4 separate regions of the Mus musculus genome follow, and all the other regions are linked to region 1. A link is a contact called in public Hi-C and HiChIP or PLAC-seq data. All regions are on one chromosome and are shown on one strand. The core of a region is the stretch at or near the end of the contact, and the rest is flanking DNA. Distances in the headings are between cores, read along the strand shown.

Region 1 (4,049 bases), core at 640-3,139:
AGATGGACGAGGGCAGAGTATACCATGTCAGGGACAAACTTGTGATTTAAAGAGCTAAACCAGGCTATGTGCATCCCCCCCCCCCCCGAGCTAGGGTAGAAAGGGCCTGCAAACAGGCTGGGAAATATGGGAGCAGGGAGTATCATGTCACATCTCAACACTCCAGGGGCTGTTTGAAAACTGAACTTTTACTTCAGTCTGGGCTCTTAGTTTAAGCTACTAACACAAAATGCTGTTGACAGGGCCGCTTTAACAACAAATGCCTCTTTCTCCTAGGCCTAGAGGCTGGAGATCTGAGATCAGGCTGCAGCCATGGTCAGATTCTTGTCAAGGGCTGTGGTTTCTGTGGATTCAGAAAGGCTGCCATTGCACTATCAGAAGTTATCCATCTTCATCGTGTCTCCTCTAACATGGCACTGGGCCCATCATGAGGACCTCTCGGTCACGTACTTACAACCTCCCAGAGGTTCCACTGCCTAAAACCAGTCGAGGATTGGGTATTTATTTACAGTATTTATTTACACTGGAATCAGACAGATTCTGGCAGATGCGGAGCGAGCAAACTGCCCACCACTGAGCTACATCTCCAGCTCCTTTTTACATTTTATTTGAACAAAGAGGATCATTAAATTGACCTCAACCTGGGATCCTCCTGCCTCAGCCTCTAAAGTAGCAGAAATTACAAGCTTACACCCCCATTCCTGGCCACATTAGAGTTTTGCCAGGTAAGTTTGAGAATGATATAGCCCATATCATTAGGATGAGTGAAATTCAACCCTATGGATGTTACAACTTCAGGCTATAGGATAGGAAGAAAGTGACAACATCTGTCCTAGACACAGAAAAGTGGCTTAAAGAGATGACAGTGGGACATACTCCGGTGGGTTCATTAATAATAAAGACAGATTTTTTTTTTCTGGTCCCCTACACTGCCAGACACTATCTCATTTAGCTGGGCAGTGCTTTTAGGGAAAAGTACTCAAACCTCCACTTGACTTGCATGAGACACAGTGTTAGGTCTATAAAGATGGAGGAACTTCCCAATTCAAATCCAAACTGATCTCTAAGGTGGGTGTCCTTGAAGATCAGCCCCATGCACCCTGTCTGCACTTTCTATTTTCCCTTCAGTCCTCAGACCCTGAGTCAGAGAGAGAAAGGAAGGCCTTCATGAAACCATGAAACCAGGGCAGGTTTAGCCTCAGCCTGCCCGGGTCACCAAGCCACTCTAATTACAGTCTGTGGTAGGTGGCAAGGAGGAGCTGTCTTGGGGCGCGAAGCTTCCCCGGCCATTGTATCAGCCTATAAATATTTCAAATACTTAAGTGCAACGTGCAACCTTTGAATGTCGCAGAGGAAGCTGTTGGGACGCCCCTGAGCCCACCCGGAAAGAAGAAATGGCTGGAGTGTCCTTCAGGCGGGGGACAAGGAGACCCGCCCAGTCATTCCCAATGGAGGTGCAGAGAGGTTGGGGCGTGCCTCCGGAACCCGCAAACCGTTGAGATGACCCGAGCGATTTGAAAAAGAGAAACTGATTTCCCCAACACATGCCTGGGGGTGGAAGGAGGCGGGAATCTACAACCCAACGGCGTTTTCAAAGGCGGCTCCGGGGACGCAGGGGTGGCGGCCCGCGGGGAGGCGCGCGCCGGGGCCGTGCCGCAGAGCGGCCACCAGCTCGCTTTGTACTTGCGGCCAAGCGCGGCCCCAGAGTTTCGGCGGCGGCCCCGCGGAGTTGAGGCCACGCCCCCTTGCAGTGCGAGTCGCGACCGCGGATTGGTCCGCGGCTAACCAATAGGCGCGCGGGAACGGCCCGGGCTGTCAGCGCGCGCCGCAGCCGGTCCTCCCCTGCGTCCAGCCCTGCAGCCCGCGCTGCCTTCCCCCGAGCTCAGCTTAGCGCAGCGCTGCCAGCCTGGCCAGCTGCGCGTCCTGGTGCCCGCGCTCTGTCACCACCGCCGTGCTGCGCTGGAGCGCACGGAGCATGGCCAGAGCCGCAGAAGCTCAGGTGCTTGGTGTTCGAGGGGCTTGTGAGCATCGGTGATCGGCTGTCACGCCCAGACAGACCTGTCTGCGGAGATCGCCCAGAGTCTGCCTAGGCGCGGGTGACCCTGTGGCGCGTTTGCTGGGTGACAGCCGCTTCGCGGTTGATACGTCTTGGGCTCCGTGCGTCCTCCGTCTCCCCATCCTCTGCTCTTTTGCTCCAAGGTTCACACCCGCAGGCTCCAGAGCGCGACGTGTGCGTCCCCGTAGCCGGTGTCTCTTCCTAAGGAGCCTTCTCACTTCGGAGACGCAATGACAAGTTAATATGGGCGTCCACGCCTCGGTTTCCCAGGAGAAGAATTGCCAGAGGCAGCGGTCCCCGAGAACCCAGAGCTTCTGAACAGGCCTCCCGCTGCGACATCCGCGCAGGTGGGACCTGCTGAGGGCAGTGACTAGCCCGCCACCCGGCAGGCGCACTCGCAGGATTTCCCCAGTTCCCCGACCCGGGGATTCTGTTTTTTGGGTTTTTTTTTTTTTTTCTTCCACTGTTGGTGGGCGCCTCGCGGGCCGAGGCCCGGCGCCTACTCGGCTGCCCGCGCTGCCTTTAGCGGTCGCCTCCGCCGCCGCTGCCAGGGACGTGCTGGGAAAGCCAAAGCCCCGGGAGAAGATGCCGGCCATCCTGGTAGCCTCCAAAATGAAATCGGGACTGCCCAAACCCGTGCACAGCGCCGCGCCCATCCTGCACGTGCCCCCGGCCCGGACTGGTCCTCAGCCCTGCTATCTTAAGTTGGGAAGCAAGGTGGAGGTGAGCAAGACGGCCTACACTAGCCAAATCCCCCTGAAATCGCAGGGGCTGCAGGAGCCGACGGGGGAGGGGCTCCCGTTGCTGAAGAGCAGCTCTCTGGAGAACGGGTTCGATACCCAGGTGAGCAGTGCTATGTGCTGGGGCACTATTACAGGGTGGGAGTGATGGATGATCCTTCATGAGGGAGGAGGACGGTTGCCTTGAGGAGAGGCTACCATAATGTGATTGGAGAGAGGAAGCATACCCCTTATGCTGCCAGATTGGAAGGATACATTGGTCAGTGGGTGTGGCCAGGAGGGGTTTAGCTGGCCAGGGTGCCAGAGGCTCTCCCGGGGAGCTCTGCAAAGCTAAGGCGTGCTGGCAGCCAGCTGCTTCTATGGGGCTGGAGCAGGTGTAGGGGTGCTTTCAAAAAAATGCATGCTGACATTGGAAATGTTAAGGGCCATCAGTGCCGAGCGCTTGGCCCCAAGAGGATGGGTATCTGCTGTTGTGATGTGTGTCTATACTCAGGTTGTAACCCCAAGGAGTGGCCTGGTGCCTTGATGGGTTGGGTACTACCTGGCTCAGCTGTGAGATCTAGGACAAGGGATACTGAGTGGTTGCCCTGAACTTAACCCTCCTCCTAGCTTGAAGATGGCTGGTCTCTGCCCCATCATTAGGGAGAAGGGATTCTGGCCAGGTGCTGCCAACTGCTAGCTGCTACAGACTCCTAGTAACTGGGGTGGCTTGGCTGTCTCAGAATGGCTGCTGTAGCTAAGCCCCTCCTTCTTGGGTAGTCTATGCTGCCAGCGTTGGTATCTCTGGTGATTAGGGAGGTGATGGTGTGGGTAAGAGCATGGCTGAACGAGAAACGGTGACTTCTACCTTTCCTGGCAGAGCAAGCAATCCCCCTACTGGGCTGGGTGACAGGCCCTGGCCATGCAATCTCTTTTAAGGAAATCCTTAAGGGCCAATCAGTTTCTCTTGGACTCCTGCCTTCCCTGCCGCCTTCCCCCTCTTCTGGCAGGAGGGAGCAGGGCCATGCTGTATTTTCTTGGCTGCCAGTCAGCAGGGACTTTTAGGGACAGGCTGACCTGACTGTTGTGGCTGTCCCAGTCCGGAGAGGAGAAGCCGGGAAGCCAGAAGGGGAGGCAGTCTTGAGTTGGTATAGGGCCAAGCAGCAACAGACCAGACGACCTTTTGGGCACCTACTTTCCCTGATCAGAGGTTAACGCTCAACACATTCCTAACCTTTCTGAGGGAGGAGCTGGGTCTAGAAGCTGCTCAGAGG
Region 2 (4,049 bases), core at 724-3,223, 250 kb after region 1:
GAAGCTGGACCTCTAGTTCTCTCAGCTAGGCAGGAGGCTGGCAAGCCCCAAAGCTCTTTGCATCTTTGCTTCCTTGGGAGCCAGTGCTGTAGGTGTTTGCAGGGACACCGCTTGCTAGGCGAGTGTTTGGATCCAAACTTCACTCCTCATGATTCCACATCAAGTGCTCATAACCATCGAGGTTAGCTATCCAATCCCTTTAGTTTATTTTGTTGACTGAATTCCTCAATGACGAGTGCGCTGGGCTGGTGAGCTGCAAGCCCCATAGATCCTCCTGTCTCTACCTCCCTGCATATGCGACATGACTTTCAGGGATCAAACTCAGGTCCTGACACCTGCAAGACCAGCTCTTTCCTGACAGCTAACTCTCCAGTCCCTCACAGGTTCCTTTACATTGTTCACCAGGCTAGGTGAATGTTTCACAGAGCTGGGGACTGTCAGGTAGGAAATCAGTAGGAAACTATTCCTGAGCTAGCACATCACCCATGATTTTACACACACTGTTTATGCTAAGAACCGCGTGGGTTGGGTGTGAGACAGTGACTCTGTCACAACATCAAGGGAGTACACCACAGATGGCGAATATGCAAATTGGGCACAGCTCTGTGCCGCCGCCCCCCCCCCCCGAAAATGTGTTCTTTAAGCAATTTAAAGCCACCAGAATCCTTCCTTTACAACCCCCAAAAAACAAAGGTGTAAGAACTAAGGTACTTTCTAGGGAGTTTTATGTGAAGAGAGACTTGAGTTCTTGCTTGTGGTTTCACACACAAGCATTCGGACACAAGCAAGCTACTGAGGAATTGGGAAATGATCTAGACGTTAGCCCCATTGGTTCTCAGCCAGGAAGCGATGGCCTCCAAAGAGCGAAATACCCTGGAAATGTCACTAGCACAGGTAGGTAGCCACAGCTGTCCCAGAGCCTGTAACAGGATGCTGAGACCCCGGCTAGACCATGGCTATTTGCAGCATGGCCTGAGTGTGTCATTTTTAGGGTTATTAAAAGTCACCTGCAGAAAGAAATACATGCCTTCAGAGGCCTGGGAGATAGGAACTTTGTCAGTTGGAGTCTTTATATCATCAGTCCGTTCTGATGAATAATAAAGATGATACATCCAAGACACCAAGTCCCCTTCATCTCCTGTCACCGTTCAGGGCTGTCACCCTGGATCCCAGACCCTTTCTGATAGTGACTTGGCAACATCCAGCAAAGTCAGCCATTGGACAGCTGTGGAGGGAGGATGACGTGAAAGGGATGGAGGCAGCTCAGTACACACAATAGGCCCGTATAGGATAGCAGAACATAGGCCACTTTAGGAGGAGGAAGCGTGCCTAGATGGCCGAGAGTCTGGCTATCAGTCCAGTGGTTTCTGCCTGCAGCACTGTGTCTCCTGAACATGTTGGGAGTGAACATGTCAGGAGTTCTTGGATTCTAGTAACTCAGATACTTATAAGCAGAGAGCTCAGTAGAAAGTTGCCGCTCATGAATCTCTTTCTTGGACACTGCAAAGGGGCTCCTTGTGCAGGGATGTTGACAGTCCTTATGGAATAGCAGGCAGCAGGCTGGGGCATTAGATAGATGTTCCTTCTCGCTGGTACTTCCAGGTCACATTGTGTTGATAAAACGGGAATTGGGCTCAATCTACACTTTAGATCAGGCTGGGAAATGAAGCAGAAAGGGGAGGGATCTTTTTGTTATTATTGTGTTTCCCCCCACCCCCTTTTCACATTATGGATGTCTTTTCACTCTCCAGATGGTATCCATGTCAGAAAAGCTTAGAGATTGCTTTTTAAAAAACAGACACAGGACACACGTAGGCTTCGCAGCTTGTACTTGGCCCCTGACCCTGGCCTTCAATTGAAGCCAGTCCCATTCCCACTTGAATTGGGAGGCTGTGAGAGGCTGTAGCTGCGCTGCCTGCTAACGAGCAGCCTGCAAGTCCAGTCTCAGGGCTCTCCCCAAGAGCACAAGAGCCCTCATGCTGCCAGACTGCGTGACACAGGCAGAACAAAGCAACCGTTCTGTTCCCCGCAGCACATCCGTCCACCCAGGCTTGGCCTCCTCGAAGGCTCAGAGTAGGGACACGGAGAGTTCTGACTTCAGTTCCGTGGCCTTGGTGAGAGGAAGAAGAGTTCATTTCAAAGTCTGATGATGCATCTTGTTAATGACACCAGAAATCCAGGGCTACCAGAATCTGCGAAGTTTCTGAAGTCCTCCAAAAAAAATGTAACCTTTCTCGGTACTGGCTAAACACTGTCATTTAGCTCTAATTAACCTGGAACTCACTGTAGCTGAGGCTGACCTAAGGGCACAGTTGAGTTGCTCACCTCACAGCTGGTGGGAAGCAGCTGGGGACAGATTGCACCTTCTAAGAGCAAGCATCTGTCAGCCCACTTTTGGTGTGAACGCATCCTAACAAATCCACCAATGAGGCTTGTGAGTTACTCTCTTGTTCCAGTTACCTCTCTGCAGCAGCAGTCTCAACACTGGAGCCTCGGGGCCCAGTTTCACATTCAACCCATGACACAAGTCTCTCTACCTAGAACACAGAAAGCCGCTCCCTCTCCGGATCTCTTCCCCCTCCCTCCTCCCACTCTCTCTTCCCCACCCTCCACCTCTCATCCTTCTTCCTTCTCCTTTTGAGAGCCAAGTAACGCCTAGTATGTTCAAGAATATATTTTGTTCTGTGTCATGCACATAAGGGCTGTACCCATACAGCTGCAGCGCAAAAGCCAGTCTGCACCCTTCCTCGTGGCTCCTCCCACCCTTCCATGCCACGCCCCCTTTCTCTCCCCTCGTGTGCATCCAGGAACAAAGTGGGAGAGAGTGAAAGTCCCTGTTTCAAAGCCCATAAAAGGGGCCTTGGAGGCAAATCTCTATTTCCGCTGCAACAGGGTGATAATTACCACACTGGCCTTCCTGGAGGGCCCCCAGTCTGCCCCTTCCACCGGCTTCCTTTTTAAGCAAGAGACCGATCCAATCCTGTGGGCAGAGGCCACCTGGGTTGAACAGGGGGCGGGTGATGACAGGAAGCTAACCATCTGCACCTTAAGCCTCCGAGGAATTCTCCAGAGGGTTGTAAAAGGCTGGAAACCCACAGTCTGCCAAGCGTGGATCATGGTTCTCAGGCAGTGTTCCCACTCACAAAGGAAGGGCCAAGGTACTGCGGCCCCGTGAGGCACTCCATTCTCTGACACACAGCTGAATGGGGGCTGGATAGCATAGCTGTGACCCCAAAAGACTGCTTTTCCCTAAGCTGTGACCTTCCAGCACTTGTTGAAAGATAAGTTGTGTGAGATCTGGAGAGGTGACTTGGAAGTTAAGAGCACTGGCTGCTCTGAGAGAGGACTTTCAGTTCCCAGCTCCCAGCTCCCATGTGGTGGCTAGTGGCTGTCTGTAATCCAGTTCCAGGGGACCTGATGTCCTTTTTCTGGATTCCTAGGACACTGGGCATGAACATACTGTACAGACATACATGCAGGCAAATGGTCATATATGCAAAACTAAGATAACGTGAGCACTAAAGGTGGGATAGATAGATAGATAGATAGATAGATAGATAGATAGATAGATAGATACCTAACATTGAAAGCTGGAATGAAGGGCCCAGGGAAAAGGCAGAAACTTCCTCTGTGTTTAATCCCCCAGCAACCCAAAGCCTAGGCCCTGAAACCCAACCAGAGTGTGTCCCACAGCAGAAAATAACTTCATGTGACTGGATGCAGGGATCTTGGAAAGTCCTGGGGCCAGTTAGGTTGGGTTATGCTGAATAACAAGCAACTCCAAAACTTCCCACACTTATCGTCCGTCCGGCTGCTGTAGAAGGTCGTGTGGCTCATTGTTCTTCCTGGGAACCAGGGAGCCAGAAGGACTTTCCTTCACACTGAGAATTGATCGTTCCCGCGATGAGGAGATGGCGAGTGTGGTGAGCCACACGTCTCTTAAAGCCGAGGAGGACCACATTGAACCAAAGGAGGTCCTTTTGCTCCATTTCCATTCCATTGGAAGGGAAATACAGTACCCCCATGTGTGTGCCGGGAGAGCAGAAAAC
Region 3 (4,049 bases), core at 585-3,084, 210 kb after region 1:
GGAGAAGGAGAAAGAGAAGGAGAAGGGCAAGGACCTCACCAAGAGAGTCTCCGTGACCGACAGGCCTGACCTCAAGGAAGAAACCAAGGCAGATCTCAGTGGGGTGGCTGTGACTGAGATGCCGAAAAAGTCCTCCAAGATCGCCAGCTTTATCCCCAAAGGGGGCAAGCTCAACAGCACCAAGAAGGAGGCTACAGCTCCGTCCCACAGCGGCATACCAAAACCAGGAATGAAGAACGTGTCTGCGAAGTCCCCAAGTGCCCCCATACCTCCCAAGGAAGGAGAGAGGAGCAGAGGGAAGCTGAGCTCAGGGCTCCCTCCCCAGAAGGCCCAGCTGGACAGCAGGCACTCTAGCTCCTCCTCCAGCCTGGCATCCTCGGAGGGAAAAGGCCCCGGAGGGACCAGTCTAAACCCCAGCATCAGCAGCCAGACCGTCAGCGGCTCCGTCGGGACCACGCAGACCACTGGAAGCAATACCGTCAGTGTCCAGCTACCTCAGCCTCAGCAGCAATACAACCATCCCAACACAGCCACGGTTGCACCTTTTCTGTACAGGTAAGCAGCACCCGCTACCCCTGGGGAAAGAGCCTAACTGCTGGCTCTGTCCGTGCGGGGATCAGGAACATGTGAGCCAACAGCTAAAGCAATACATAGTTCTAGCCTGGGGCACTCAAGTGGGCAGCTACTATAGCAAGACAGTGTTGAGGCAGGGGACAGTGGGAGCTGACTCCAGCATGAGAAGGCTTCACCAGGCCTGTGGGGACTGAAGCCTTTCTGAAGCACTAGAAGCATGGAGGTAGACTAAGTAGACTTAAGACTACCCTGCTATGTAAAATTGCTTATGGCAGCATTGCTGTTGCACTTTCTAAGTCTGGCAATTCCTAGTACCTCCTTGAGAAGAGATGAAGGAGGAAGAGATAAGACTGACACGGGCCAGCTGGGCAGTGCTAGCACACGCCTTTAATCGCAGCACTTGGGAGACAGAGGCAGGTGGCTCTCCAGGTTCAAGGACAGACTGATTTACAAAGTGAGTTCCAGGACAGCCAGGGCTACAGAGAAACCCTGTCTCAAAAATATATATAATAATAATAATAACAACAACAATAACAACAACAGTAGTTTAGTAGTAGTAAGATTGACAAGGACCATTCTAGAACAAGAAATGTATTAGGCTAAAGTACACTGTCATTTTCCTGTCTCAGAAGCCCTGGATCTCTGATGGCCCATCTGTAGAACCCCAGCAGCCCACATAGAACTAGGTGCTCCGTGCTCCTTGTTGTTCTGCTGAGAGCCACTCTGCTCTGCCCCTGCCACACTCCGGCGCTGAGACAGACACCCATAAGCGTGTGGATGAGCTCTTCAGTCTCATGGAAGCTCCTGTCCTACTGAGAAGGGAGCTGAGAGCTTTGGTTCAAAGGGCTTTCCCTGGTCCTGTGCTGGGTGGTCCCCCAATACCTGTGCATGTAGCAAAATGATCCAATGTCACATTCTGCCCACTCCCAAAACACAGAAACACAACTGTGTACACACACTCAAGGCATATTCATCAACAGTTGCACACAAGTTCAGACACAGTTACACATTCCTGTGCCCAATGCAAATGTGTGTTCACATAGGGGCATTTGCACAAGTCCCGGGTGTGTGCACTCACACCCACACTTCCAGCTTCTTATGCTTGTGTGACTCCCCCCAAAAAATAGGTGTTCCCTCTCTCCCCGCCTGAATTGTGTTCCTGTGAGCTCTCAGGCTTCCTGTCCCTAGAGATGTCAGGAGACAGCTAGCCAGCATCCATGCGATACAGGGATGATGCCAGGCTTCCTCTTGTCCCGTGTTCACTCTCCTCTGCCCACTTCCCCATTCTGTGAGAGTCATAGCAATCTTCTCTGATTGGCAGACAGTTCTGTTTTAGTCAAGTCATCAGCTAACAGCGTTGAGAAGAACACCGGGGCATCTTTCAGTAGAGGCCTGGTGAGGCCTACTACTAGCCTACTCTCTGGTAGACTAGATAGCAAACATTTACCTCCTTTATTATTATTATTAATTATTATCATTTCAAGCTTTTCTATGGGAAGGAGGATTTCTTGTGACTAATGTGTGAAGGGCAGAAGGAAAGGAACCTCTCAGATATTCAAGGCCAGACTTCCCTATGTGAACTCACTCTGGTCAAAGCTGTCTCTGGAGGAGCTGGTCAAGAGAGACTGGAAGAAGAGACCCAGATAGGAATTGGATCACAGCACCCTGCCCTGTGTCTGCTGGGGGCACCCACTGTGGTCTTAGGCACTGGCCACAGAGACAGGTAGCGATTGCTTGTGAACCAGATGTGTGCAAAGACTTCGCTCAGGGCTTCTTCGTCCTAATCCCCTGAGACTTCCCAGTTTTGTGCGCTAGCTTGCTTCTTAAAATTCCAGTTCTAGGGCTGGTGAGATGGCTCAGCGGTTAAAAGCACCAACTGCTCTTCCAAAGGTCCTGAGTTCAAATTCCAGCAACCACATGGTGGCTAACAGCCATCCGTAATGAAATCTGATGCCATCTTCTGGAGTGTCTGAAGACAGCTACAGTGTACTTACATATAATAAATAAATAAATAAATAAATAAATAAATAAATAAATAAATAAATATTAAAAAAAAATTCCAGTTCTATAGATGAGCAGCTGATGCTCAGACCAGGAAATTTGTTCCAAGTCACAGATGTGGTAATTAGAAGAACCTGCGTTTAAAACCAAGCCTGCTGCTGGACATGGGGGCAGAGTACTCCAGAGGCAAAGATGGGCAGATCTTGGAGTTCAAGGCCAGCCTGCTCTACAGAGCAAGTTCCAGGCAGCCAGGGCTACACAAAGAAGCCCTGTCTCAAACAAACGAACAGATAAACAAACAAAAACAAAACAAAACACGCAAGTCTGCCTAACTATAGGATCCATATTGTCTTGCTGTCTATGTCAAGGATTTTTGGTGCTTCAGAGATGGCTCAGCTGTTAAAAGCACCGGCTGCAATCTCAGAGAACCTGGGTTTGTTCCCCAGCACCAACATGGTGGCTCACAACTATTAACTCCAGTTCCAGGGGATTTGATGCCTTCTTCTGGCCTCTATGAGTACTGCATGTATATGTTGCACATACGTACATGCAGGCAAAAACCTTATACATGCCATGCATGCAAAACAAAATAAATCTAAAAAACATTTTTAAAAGCAGAAATCTTTTCAAGCACAGTAAAAGAACTGGAGTTCACAATATCCGATAGTCTCAAGTCTAAGCTCAGCTGTTTCAGGTAGGGCTTGTTGATATTCTGTGGGATGGTGGCAGGGTCATTGCAGAATGCACATGTATGTTCAGAAGAACAGGGCTGCAGTGATGTAACACCACCAAGCAGGTGCCCTGCTCCTCTGGAGGGCATACCACCACTTGGCACCAGCAGATGGCGCTCTATAAGACTGAGCTCAGTAGCTCCAGATCCACCCATCCATCCTCCCTCCCTCCCTCTCATCATTCCTTCTTCCCTTCCTTCCTTCCACTGGCTGAAAGAAAAAATTCAGATACTTACATGAAATCTCCCCAAATTTTAAAGTCATGTCTATTATTTTTAGTTATGTATATTTGTGGCTGAAGCTCTGCATATGAGTACAGATGCCTATGAAGGTCACAGGCTGCAGATCCCCTGGATCTGGAGTTATAGGCAATTATAAGCCACTCTTTGAGGGTGCTGGAAACTAAACCTGGGTCCTCTACAAGAGCAGCATGTACTCTTAACTGCTGTGTTCTCTCTCCAGCCCCCAAGCCTCACAAATTTTAAACAATGAGCTAATTTACCAGGTGTGGTGGCGCATGCCTTTAATCCCAGCACTCACGAGGCAGCTGTGGGCAGATCTCTTTGAGTTTGAGGTAATCTAGTCTACATAGTGAATTCCAGGATAGCCGTGACTATGTAGAGACACAGAGAGAGAGAGGCAGAGAGAGGCAGAGAGACAAAGACAGAGACAGTCAGAGAGAGACAGGAACAGCCAGAGAGACAGAGACAGAGAGCATGCTAATTTACTTTTTAGAAATACTAT
Region 4 (4,049 bases), core at 508-3,007, 150 kb after region 1:
AATAAGTGTGTGTGTGTGTGTGTGTGTGTGTGTGTGTGTGTGTAAACATATTACATGTATTTGTCTATAAAACAGTGCTTCTTTGTGGTCCCATAATCTTCTATTATGTGTTTTGCTGTATAAATAGAAACAAAACCATCATAGACAGTGTTCTCTTTTTATGACTAATATTTTCTCTTACAAGCAAGATTTTGTAATAGGGTAAAACAGTATTTGGAAATCTAACTCTTACTATATTTTCAAATGGGAGCAGGTCACCCTCCACACACCATGTGATAGGGTTCAGGAAGTGATCTCTTCCTTTCTCCCCACTTTCATTTCCCTCTAAGGTGCTCTCACTTAGTGGTCTCATGATTATAAAGCAGCCTGGGGAGGACCTTCAAGGTGGGCTGGAAGGAGTGGGAACCCGGGTTTTAACAAAGGTGGGGCTGGGGAGATGGCTCAGCAATTAAGAGCACTGACTGTTCCTCCAGAGGTCCTGAGTTCAATTCATTCCCAGCAACCACATAGTGACTCACAACCATCTGTAATGGGATTCAATGTCCTCTTCTGGTGTGTCTGAAGGCAGCTACAGTGTACTCATACACATATAATAAACAAATAAATTAAAAAGGGGGTTCCCTACAGAGAGTTACTTCTAGCTGGAGGCTGTGTGGGCTCTTCTAAGATGGCACAGTTTCAGTCAGGTGGCCTGGGGCCTGTTTAATGAGTTAAACAGTGGGAGCCACCACCACCGTGGGGACCACCCTCCCAGTGAGACCATGATAAAAGCATGGAATTTGTTCGATGTTTTAACACCCTCCTGGAACCCAAGGCCTCAGGAGGTAGGAGCAGATCTACAAGCTGGAGTGGAAAGGGAGAATGCCAGAAGTCAGTGGCAGAATGAAGTCTACTTCATAGAGGAGGGTGAATCAAATTCATGAGGACCAGCCCAGAGCCAAGCTGTGCTCGGAGCTATTAAACTAAAACACTCTCGCCAGCTAGAGCCATCAAGACATTGCCTGAGAGTGGGGATAAGGACAATATGTTCATTGTGAAAGGCAGTCCTCTGTTAATTTAGAATAAATTCCGTGGCGTACATACTGGGTTGAGTGCATATAAACATTGGAGAGTCTGGGAAATCCCATTACAGGAATTAGTTGTGGATGGGAGTGGTGGAACTGGCACTGTGTAGTGCAAATTCTGTGATGTCCAAAGGTCGCTGTGCCCAGTTAAAAGCCGTTTCTTTTACTTTTGGTCACCAGAGACATTCATCAAGCCAGAATATTCTCCTTTAAAACAAAAAAAGTAATTAGGCCTGACAGCCGAAGTCAAATCAGACCTTTGGGAATGACCTAATTGCTTTTTTGTTCGAGGCCTGACATCGATTTGCCCTTGGCCTTGGTGTCAACACTAGCAAACACGGGCAGCCTCCCAGACTCCGGCTGGTGGCTCTATCCTTGCCACAGAGAGGACAAAGGACAGCGGCATCCCAGAGGTCATGGGACTCTGTGGTCACCTGCAATTCCTGCCAGGCTGAGAATTTTGTGGGTAAACCCTGGTTCCTGCTGAAACTGCCGCTCACCATGTGGACATCTGACTGCCTGCTTCTTTACTGACTGGAAATTTCCCCCCAGCAACTGGAGGATGGGTGGGTCTATCAATTTCATCTCCACCTCCGTGTTACTGGCAACTGCTCCGGCTTTGAGGATCACACTGTGGTGACATTGATCAAGATGAGAGATCTCATTCCGCCCTGGTTATTTTTGGCATCTGTGAGCAGTCCAAGGCCTCGACTTTTGGCACCGTGTGGTTAGGATATTAAGTAACTGCTTCCTGCGCTAGTACAGACAGCGTTTTGAGAGTCCTAACCTCGTCGCTCCCGTCTATCTCATTGGTCAATTCGAGTGCATTCTGCTTGCTGTTGGCTCCTCGTGAGTGGGTCTGGAGAAAGCTGAATGGTTATTAAACGTGTCTTGTGTTTTTCCCCTCTAGATTGAAAACATAGATGCCTGCTTGAATTTCCTGGCAGCTAAGGGAATCAACACCCAGGGGCTGTCTGCAGAAGGTGAGTCAGGGCCCACGCCTTTTCATCATTTGTGATACCCACCTGTTAAGGCCCACCTGTTACCTAACAGTCAATTGCTGCAGTCCTGACCAGGGGTGCCGGTGGGCTGTCCTGGCTGGGTGCCCTTTCCAGCACAGTTGACGTTACTAACTTTCTCACAGTTCTCAGATCACTCTAAGAATGCAGCCCTGTGTGCATGCCACATCTGCATGCCACAGAGGGTGTGGGGGAAGAGAATGGGAGCACACTGCTCCAGTTAGAGAAGTTCCTGCTTCAACAACACTGATTCCCTGTCCCGTGGCGCAGCAGGTTATCAACCAGCCATTATCTGTGGGAAAGAGAATATCCAACCACAGAACCAAGTCCAACCATCCAGCGCCCAAGGGAACTGCTTAGTCCTTGCTGGTGACATCTCACCTTGCTCTTGAAGACAGAGAGAGTGAGGTTTGCGAACACACTACCACCTTTTAGCCTCCCGATTAGCTTTTAATTAACTTGGATTTGGTGGCTAATTAGCATCAACAGTGTCTGCTAGTGGAGTGTTGTTAGGTGGGATAATAGTTTGGAGCCCGCTGGCCAGAATTATCTACCTCCTCAGTCCTCAGGCAACACTTCCACCTGGAATCTCTCAATCTCTCTCTCTCTCTCTCAATCTCTCTCAATCTCTCTCTCTCTCCCCCCCCCTTGCTCTCTCCCCTTCCTTCCCCCTCCCCCTGTTTGTAAACACAGGCAGCTGCCGGCTCTGAAGCTGCCATAGGCCAGGCATCTCCCCAGCTCATTAGGCTGCACCTGCCTCCAGTTTTCCCCGGAACAGGTAGTGCAGTCGGGGCAGTGCAGTTGTTCCTCCTGGCATAGCAGGAGTGTGCTCTGAAAAGATGTAAAAAGAGCGTTGGCCCTGGAAGCTGGGGTGGGGCTGAGAGAGCAGTAAGCTGGAGTCCACAGATGGAGTAGGTAAGTTAGCAGACCTTATGGGTCCTGCATGGGCTAATGCCTTGTCTTTGCGAAGAGATGAAAGCTTGCGTCATCTATCAGGCTGTGTTTCTGAACTGTTGTCTCCTCCATGTTGGAGGTGGGTGGCATCCACGGCTTCTACATCCATAGTGTGACTCTATGCGGAATGTGTCAGAAAATGGTTGTAATTCTCCTTGGGCAGGTCTGGTTATCGGTTCCATGAATCTCAGGGGTAGCTTAGCCAACCTTAATCTCAGGACTTATAGAAAAATCCTTAGAAGGTTGCCCTTGCCTTAGCTATGAGTCTCATCTGTGGGTTTAGTGTACATTGTTGGAACCTTCAGTAGTAGACACAAATTCAGTGTTTCTGTGCTATTCCTGTGATGACCAGTAGGTGGCAGAGCATGTTCCTCTTAGTGTCTAGGAATGGTGCAGGTCTCTATTCTCCCACGAGAGCATCTGCAGGGACTTTTACAGAGTTGTGCAGTCTTGCCTCCTTCCTTAGGCCTGGAGGAGAACTCTAGCCACTTAGCAGCTGCCTGTTGTCTGTCTCTCTGCTTCATTTGTTCAACCTTCTCTTATACTCAGAAGGCATAGATGCCTTTACAGGAAGTATTTACCGAACAGATACTAACTGTGCTCTGCTGGGCTTGTCTGCATTGGCTCCTGTTCTCACGGCTGAACGTAGAGTTTACAGGACTCATGGTTATTGATGGAGAAACTGGCTGGAAGCTGAATGGGGCCGGGAGATGGCTCAGTGGCTGAAGTGCTTTTTGTGCGAGCATGAAGACCTGAGCAGGGCCCCACTGGTCATGGCTTCTCACGATTTGCCCGAACACCTAGGACTTGGAGTTGAGGAAGATAGAGGTTGGTGACAGGAGGTAACCGGTCAATTAGCCAGGTGGTAAGCTTCAGGTCCGGTAATGAGAGTGCATGGACACACCCATGTGCACACACATGAACACACCACACACAAAGACAGATTATGAGTGACATCTCTGATAAGTGCCAGTTCACCCTGGAAAAGCTAGAGACGCAGCCCTATCTCTTA

What was found. Hi-C and Micro-C count contacts between places; a contact is called where the count stands out from the background. HiChIP or PLAC-seq counts read pairs in DNA pulled down with a chosen protein or histone mark.
Region 2: a Hi-C map of cerebral cortex shows a contact between it and region 1, with 2.4 times the contacts expected there. The contact joins the enhancer-like site here to the promoter of Nav2 in region 1. A contact is called at or near these places in 2 of 39 promoter capture datasets (cranial neural crest and pre-B cells) and 2 of 484 Hi-C or Micro-C datasets (cerebral cortex and cranial neural crest).
Region 3: an H3K4me3 HiChIP or PLAC-seq map of bone marrow-derived macrophages shows a contact between it and region 1, with 2.3 times the contacts expected there. The contact joins the enhancer-like site here to the promoter of Nav2 in region 1. A contact is called at or near these places in 3 of 39 promoter capture datasets (cranial neural crest, frontonasal cranial neural crest and pre-B cells), 2 of 484 Hi-C or Micro-C datasets (embryonic stem cells and uterus), 7 of 115 datasets of contacts at active chromatin or transcription factors (bone marrow-derived macrophages, embryonic forebrain, embryonic stem cells and 1 more) and 2 of 9 other capture datasets (adipose tissue and embryonic stem cells).
Region 4: a contact with region 1 is called in a Hi-C map of muscle stem cells, with 2.7 times the contacts expected there. The contact joins the enhancer-like site here to the promoter of Nav2 in region 1. A contact is called at or near these places in 4 of 39 promoter capture datasets (cranial neural crest, frontonasal cranial neural crest, maxillary cranial neural crest and 1 more), 8 of 484 Hi-C or Micro-C datasets (the HL-1 cell line, bone marrow-derived macrophages, embryonic fibroblasts and 5 more), 3 of 115 datasets of contacts at active chromatin or transcription factors (embryonic forebrain, fibro-adipogenic progenitors and forebrain) and 2 of 9 other capture datasets (adipose tissue and bone marrow-derived macrophages).

What each region holds. Positions count from the first base shown.
Region 1 is chr7:49,244,300-49,248,348 of GRCm38.p6, forward strand. It overlaps Nav2 (neuron navigator 2), which reads left to right and starts at 1,890. Exons shown (of 39, transcript NM_175272.3): 1 at 1,890-2,899. The coding sequence starts at 2,642.
Region 2 is chr7:49,494,343-49,498,391 of GRCm38.p6, forward strand. The region is part of intron 11 of Nav2 (neuron navigator 2); the gene reads left to right. Among named protein-coding and RNA genes, the nearest start is that of Gm51447, 58 kb to the left of the region's middle. Within about 2 kb of position 1,974, at least 122 of the 459 cell types and tissues checked have an H3K27ac peak or open chromatin away from gene starts, as enhancers often do. A contact at or near this core is called in cerebral cortex, where this site is marked.
Region 3 is chr7:49,452,952-49,457,000 of GRCm38.p6, forward strand. It overlaps Nav2 (neuron navigator 2), which reads left to right. Exons shown (of 39, transcript NM_175272.3): 7 at 1-555. Among named protein-coding and RNA genes, the nearest start is that of Gm51447, 17 kb to the left of the region's middle. Within about 2 kb of position 1,835, at least 44 of the 459 cell types and tissues checked have an H3K27ac peak or open chromatin away from gene starts, as enhancers often do. A contact at or near this core is called in bone marrow-derived macrophages, where this site is marked.
Region 4 is chr7:49,396,109-49,400,157 of GRCm38.p6, forward strand. Nav2 (neuron navigator 2) reads left to right here. Exons shown (of 39, transcript NM_175272.3): 4 at 1,975-2,047. Among named protein-coding and RNA genes, the nearest start is that of Gm51447, 40 kb to the right of the region's middle. Within about 2 kb of position 1,758, at least 111 of the 459 cell types and tissues checked have an H3K27ac peak or open chromatin away from gene starts, as enhancers often do. A contact at or near this core is called in the HL-1 cell line, bone marrow-derived macrophages, macrophages and 2 more, where this site is marked.